2 separate regions of the Gossypium hirsutum genome follow, and region 1 is linked to region 2. The links are chromatin contacts, called in public Hi-C maps. All regions are on one chromosome and are shown on one strand. Each heading gives the region's core, a stretch centred on a gene start, on an enhancer-like site or on the middle of the called end of the contact. The rest is flanking DNA. Distances are from core to core; before and after follow the strand shown.

What was found. A called contact is a pair of places that touch in the nucleus more often than the background predicts.
Region 1: a contact with region 2 is called in a Hi-C map of fibers, with 2.5 times the contacts expected there. The contact joins the enhancer-like site here to the promoter of LOC107921286 in region 2. A contact is called at or near these places in 7 of 34 Hi-C or Micro-C datasets (anther, fibers, hypocotyl and 3 more).

The regions. Positions count from the first base shown.
Region 1 is chrD04:38,945,433-38,949,194 of Gossypium_hirsutum_v2.1, reverse strand. No RefSeq gene overlaps it. Among protein-coding and RNA genes, the nearest start is that of LOC121216183, 30 kb to the left of the region's middle. Within about 2 kb of position 1,499, at least 1 of the 9 cell types and tissues checked has an H3K27ac peak or open chromatin away from gene starts, as enhancers often do. A contact at or near this core is called in fibers, where this site is marked.
Region 2 is chrD04:38,818,687-38,822,270 of Gossypium_hirsutum_v2.1, reverse strand. It overlaps LOC107921286 (AT-hook motif nuclear-localized protein 1), which reads left to right and starts at 1,421. Exons shown (of 6, transcript XM_016851159.2): 1 at 1,421-2,065; 2 at 3,467-3,534. The coding sequence starts at 1,768.

The DNA.
Region 1 (3,762 bases), core at 250-2,749, 130 kb before region 2:
AATCTGTTAAGTTTAACTTTTTCTGTTTCATGTTCAATTGTCAGATTCGGCTGATTGGAGTCTTTCTTGAAGTTCAATTACGTGTTCTTGGCTTCCAAGAATCCCTATTAATAAGTGTTTTCAATTCTTGGCTGATCCTTTATTGTTTTAGGTATTTTCGTTTCAGATTTAATTGATTCTAAGTTTAATTTTCTGTTTCGCTTCAGATCCGAGTGTCTATAGCTTTCGTAGGAATTTTCCGTGACTTGGCAACTCGATCTTGATCCGCATGCGATCCTCTATCACGTAGGCTCGTACAAGCACGGAAAAGATTGTCTAACATATCTATTGCTAAAAGTTTTAAAAATATATAAAAATTAAAAAATTATTGGGGATGCCCAAACTACACACTCATTTACCAAAAAGTTTTCAATTTTTTTTCCATTGCTTTAATTAGCTTTAGATGGATGTGAAGCAAACGATTGAAGAAGGAAACTACACAATTGAATTTTATTCTTGGGTCTCGATCTCAATGGGGATCATACATAGTGCAAAGTCTAAATATAAATATAAACTCACGAAATCATCTTTCACTCTCACTCAATGACTTATCCCCCATTTAAAAATTTTATAGTTTGTATTTAATACTATAATTTCAAAACAAACGGAGGGTTAATAAGTTTCCCCTGCGCTCCGAGCTCTTTGGGAGGAGAGCGAGCCTTGTTTGATACAAGGTGACATTATGTATTTTTATTGAAAAATGATTTTTTAAATAATTTTTTATGTTTTAAAGCTTTTTTTTTGTAATTTTTATCTTTTAAACTTTTTAAAGATTAAGATTCAATTGATAGAATGTGTAGAGTTGAGATTTAAATGATTGAATTTTTAAAATTAAAATCGAGTTAATAGAATATATAAATAATGAAAAGCTAAATTTATTATATTAATAAATGATAATCATGTCAACATTTCATTAATAATTTAACAAAAAAATGATCAAAATATCAAATGGTAATAACATTATAAACTAAAATAATAAAATTTTAAGATGAATAACCAAAACATAAAATCACTTATAATTAACTACGTAGTATACTAACAAAGAATTATCAAATTCAAGCTTGAACAACCAGATTCTTAAATGCCATGATGATCCCAAACCAGTTTCATCCCATTAGAATAAACATGAAGGTCAGCTTAGTCCCTCAAATTGGGCCATAAATTAATGGTTCTCAGAGCATTAAGCTTGAAAAGAAAAACAACCCAATTCAAACCTACACATCGTCAACTAATTGTGGTCCAAACTCAAACTTTTTCTTGGTGCTTTTATGGATATTTGCTTTAATATAAGTCTATCTATAAGCATCCCAGAATATTTAGGGCCTAATTGGTTGCAGACAGTCACTGAATGTCAAGGAATATAAAAGAAATGAATCATTTTGACCCATCTGATGGATGCATGATCTTTGGCTCTGAAAATTAAAATATGATTCCAACCAAAATTTTACATTTTAAAAAAAATACTGGTAGAAGGATGAGCTGGTAATTAGAATGATTTTATCTTTGGAATAAGCCATCTTCTGCTGCTGCTCTATTCAAATGCATATGATTTCATCATTGCTTCATGTTACGAGGAAAAGCGATATCCTTCGCCGTAGGTTTAGGTGAATTTTATAGTAATATTGCATCACATGGGAGCCTGAAAACTTGTTTAGATTTTTATTTCCATCCAAAAATACAATCACTTTACCCAAAATATCTATATTAAGTTCATTTTAGTCCTTTTTACTAAAAATGGTTTTAGATTAAGTTTTGTATGTTAAAAATTTATCCAAACCATGATATCATTACAATTTGTGGTTAAATTACTAAAATTCTAAATAAAATATATCATTCCTAACTAATTTACCAATGATATGATTCAACCTATGAAAAATTCAACTATTTCAAATATATATATATATTTTTAAATCATATTATGGGTAGGATAAGATCGTGAGTAAATTAATTGAGTAAAAATAGCAAACATATCAAAGATGGTTGTACAAAATCAACTAATCGAAACTATGGATTCAATTTAATCCTAATCATTCGATTGTGATATTATCACATTACAATATACATAATCAGTGCCCTCTATTCTCTCAAAATAATGATTGTTTTTTTCTTACACCAAAGCGTATATATTTTGGTAAATCCAACCAAATGTTTGACCACTGCACCAATTTGCTGTCAATACAGTATTCAAAAAAGACTAATCTACTGGGTACTCCTAAAAGCCTAAGATATTACACTAATAGAAAACAGACTCCTCCACAAGCATTTACCTCTCTAAGCAATTACTCTATTCTTTCTTTCTTTCTTGCCTTCTCTCTTTTAATTTATTTGTTCAATTTTTTTTCCAAAAATTGCCAAAAGAATGGTTAGATGAGTTAAAGACCCAATGAAAAAGAAATAAGAAATTAATAGGATTTCTTGCAGGTATAAGAAAATGGCTACTAACAAATAAATTAAAGCTAAATTACTCATTCGTAAATTTTTATTTTGGTCACTTAACTAAAAAAAATTACAATTTGGTAATTGAATTATTCAAAAATTTTCATTTTAAGTCATTGAACTATTCAAAAGTATTTATCTAAGTTACTAGGCTGTTAAGTTTTTTTGTGTTTTTTTAAGTTCCGTCAACGAGTTCCAAGTGACAATTCGATGATCGGTACGGTGGATCAATATTCATCGATGAGTAGAAGAATATACTTTAGATCCAAGTCAGTCTGACGGTCAATGTTGGAGATCGGAGAAAAATGTTATTTAAATTTTGGTTCGTAAATTCATGACATCCAAATATATTTCATTAAAAAAAACTTAAATTGTAGAAAAGAATGGGAAAAAAAACTTTTGATTGGTGTAGAAAGTGCAAATAAAAAAAATCATATAGCATCTATTTTAATAGCTTAATTATTTAAATAAAAATTTTTAAATAATTCAATAGTGAAGTTTGATGAAAATAAAAATTTATTTATTATTTAGTAATTTAGCTGTAAATTAAAAATTAAGGAAACCAAACTTAGAATGTAATATCTAAAGTCCGACTAGAATTTTAACGCATATGCAATCCATATCTTTGTGACTTTGCCCCCAAATTACGTCTCTTTTGCAATTTTTTTATAAGAAAAAAGAAACTCAATTTGATTAGTTACGTGGATAGTGCGTCCTGCATATTAATTGTGAATCATGATTATATAATTTTTTGTGCTCTTTTTTCCCATGAATCATGATTAAATAACTAGAAGTATAAAAAATTCATATGGAAATTCGTATCTCCCTCATGTTCCCAAGTTTAAAAAAAAAAGCTTTCAAGTTTTATCTATTATAAAGCATTATTTCCTTAAGGTAATCAAATTCATATATCTATATATTTACATTTCACATTAAAAGGTAGTACCATGAAAGCTTTGCTTGCCTACTGCTTTTAACGTCCTTGGCAGCTAATCTATCTTTTTAATTAAGTAATGAGTGAAATAGATGTTGGAGATATCCTTATCAATAAATAAAATAAAATAAGACGGAGAAAAAAAAGAGTCATAAATAGGTTACCCAAAAAGGAAGAAAATGGTAGCTCAACAGACGGTAGTTTCATTAATCTAAATAATAATTTAAATTTATTGCCCTAATCAAAATTTTCATTCTTTTATTTTACATTATTTTAATTTTACCAAATATCAAAATTAAGTCCAATGGAATAAAATCATAAAATTTTGGCTTTAAAATATTCACATAAAATTT
Region 2 (3,584 bases), core at 172-2,671:
CAAAGAAATGGATGGTGATGCCTTTGAAAGCGTCGGTCCCCCTTCTAACGCTGCTCCTATGGGAGATGCTGTTAACCCCTCCGTGGGTAATACTTGTATTATTGGGCACGAGCCCTTTATCAATGTAGAGGAGATAATTTTTTATATTAATAAAATTTTATTTTATTTTCCTTCCATTCTTGCATTTTCATTCTATTTATCTTTGGCAAAGCTTTTCACTCAATGTAAGCTGGAGATAATTATAGCCTTCTGTTATTTAATGTGGTTGCCCTTTCATAATCAGTAAAATTCGTAAATTTTCTAATTTTAAGAGAAGAGTGTGCTGTTTCGTTCGATTTGTTGCCTTATGGAAGGTCTAGATTTTACTAAAGGCTTTGTATTGTATCTTATCATAATTTCTTGATAATTTTAAATTTTACGTATTTTTATATATTTTTAAATTTCATATGCTATTTTTTTGTCAACAATAATTTTTTAAAATTTTATATATCTTTTAAATTAATTATATATTTTTAAAATATTTTTTATTTTTATATTTTTTTAATTTTTTAGAATTAGAGTTAAGTTGAGAATATTTATAAATTTTAAAGGTTAATTTTTTAAAATTATTACTAAATCTATATGATATGTAAAAGTTGAGGACTAAAAATTTTATTATACCTATTTTTTAACTACTACGCCTAAGTTGTCGTTTGTGATTTTAACGGAAGTGACCAAAATAATCGAACTATGTAATGTGCTAAATTGCAATTTTTTAATTTGAATGCCTAAAATAAAAACTTTTAATAATTAGATGACTATTTACGTAATTTACCCTTTTCTAAAACCATTACTACTATATTGGGCAAAAAAAACATATTACTACTATTATTAATATTTTCTATTTCTAAAAGTTTGAGTAAAATTGTCACACAAGAAAAAAATTAAAATAAAATAAAATCGGTACCCATTTCCTTTCAATTTTTTTTGGTCGGAATTTCCTTTATTCTTTTATTAAAATATGTCTATATTTTTTAAAAATTTAGAAAATTTTTATATTTTTATTTTTAGAAATTTAGTTTATCTATTTTTCGGATTTCAACATCTAGGTTTAACATTATTTTTTTGTTAAATTTATTGGTGTGACATTTTGAAATAAAAAAATACTCACTTAATGACTATGTAGTTAAAAATAATGTTATAATTAATTTAAATTTAAAAAAATAATATTAACAGTGAAATCTAAATTTTAAAATCTGAAAAAGTAAAAAATTAAAATTTTAAAAATAAAAAATGCAGAAGTTAAAATCTAAAATTTCGAAAAGTGTAGAGATTTAAGGGATACTTTACCCTTAGTAAATTTATATAGACAACATTACAGGGGCAATATGGGGATCAAATGAATACAAAAAAGGCATTCTATTATAGTAATTGACCCTGTTTTCAGGTTGTGGAGTCCAGTCCAGACAACCCCCCCCCAAAAAAAAAAAAAGAAAGAGCTTAGTTTCCCCAGTTTCCTTTCCCTCCACCACTAATGGAGGGAAGTTTGTAAAATCTCATTTTTATTTTCTCTGTTTCTTTCCAAAAAAAAAAGGTAAACCACCTTCCATTTCTGGCGCCATTTGAAGGGATCCTGTCTTTGTTTCAACTTTCAAACTTCATCTTCTTTTTTATTTTGTTTCATTTAAAGAAAAAAAAAGCTTCTCAAAGCAAACACCCAACTTTTAGTGTTCTTGAGAAGAACCCAAATTTTGGTATATTGTCATATATATATATTCTCAAAAGAAAATGGAAGAAAAGGAGAGCACGATATCTGGATCACTAGGCAACTCGGACACAGACTCACCACCTGCAGCAGTGAGTAGCCTGGTGATGAACATGAGCCTTGATGGTGCAACAGCAATCGTTCCTGTAGCAGGTGCAGGTGGGGATAGCTTAGGGAAGAAAAAGAGAGGGAGGCCAAGGAAATATGATGCAGATGGGAAGCTTAGGATCCCATTTCCATATCCATCCTCAACTCCTGCCTTCACTTTATCTCCTTCTGTTTTCTCCTCTTCCAAGAGAGGTAAAGGAATGCCTTCTCTAGGTAATCCCAACTTCACCATCCTCATCCTTGCTTCTTTTTACTAATTATTTAAATTGTAAAAAATATATATAATTTGTTTATGAATCTAGTTCACTATATATAATATTAGTTATTTTTAGTAATATATCTAATATAAATGTTCAAATGTGATTGTGATATATACATTTTTAAGAAATTAAATAGTAATTTTAGAAAGGCGAGCTAAACAAACTAGCTTTATTAACATTGTCTTCTTTCCAACCCTCAGTTCAAATAATAGTTTTTCATGTGTTATTATTCTTGAGAACTTATTCTCTTATTTCAAATTTGATATTATTATTATGTTGTTGTATTTTAGTTTAAGCCACTAATATTATTTAAAAACTTTGTTAATAGGCTAACGTACTTCAAATAATGAGATTAAGCTCGATTTTTGTAAATGAAAAATTAATTGAATATAACTATTTAATAATCATATTTCTTATTTTAAATTATTTTATACAACTTTGAGTTTCAGATTTTTCAAAAAAAATTCACATTCACCAATAAATGGAATTTCTTCAATGTATTACTGACTTAGATTAGAACAATCAAATTAGATTAAAAAATATAAATCTCTAAGTTGAATATATTACGATATAAATGTTTTTTTTATTTAGTATTTTGTTAAGGAAAAACTTAATTATTACATAAATATTAAAATAAAATTTCATAATAATAAAAAATTTAATACTGAAATTAGAAGGATGATAAAAGTGTTAATAATAAAAATAAGATCACTTTAAGTAAAAAAAAATTCATTTCTTTTTTTAAAAACAATATAAATGACTAAAAATTACCAAATACAATTAATTTAATGCTAACTCTCCTAATAATATTCTCACCAAACCTAATTGAAAAGTATTACTTAACCAAAATAAAATAATGAATGTGAGCAAGAAGAAAAGCCTTAAAGATTTATCCATTTTGAGTATTATTTGTTCTCTATTTCTCACCCAACACATTGTGGGTAGTTGATTCATGCTTTCTTCGACAACAGGAAGATTTAAGTTCATAAATATTGGGTTTTTCACATTAAATCCAACTTTCGACAACAGCAAAATAGCATCATATATAACAAATTTATATGAATTAATTTTTTTCCCTTCTTAATTCTCTCCAATTTATTTAATATAGTAGAAAAAAATTAATGCTTGGTGAGATAAGCGATAAGATTTTGATATCTTTATGGACGAAGAAAAAAATATTAAGAATGCTCTACCCTCCATTTAGGGTTCACTTAACTCGAATCTAGATTTGGTCCAATTCCTTACCAAATATTAGAACTCTAAGACTATAACATAATTTTAATAGTGAAAAGAGTTGGATGAATTTGGGTTCATTATAATTCGCTTTATTTTCATGAATCCATTCCGGGGACAGGTGACCTGTTTGTTAGCACGGCCTGTGGGGACTTCACGCCACATGTGGTCACAGTCAATACTGGGGAGGTAATTTCCAATACTAGAAAACATTGAGAACATGTTAAATGGGAAGTATA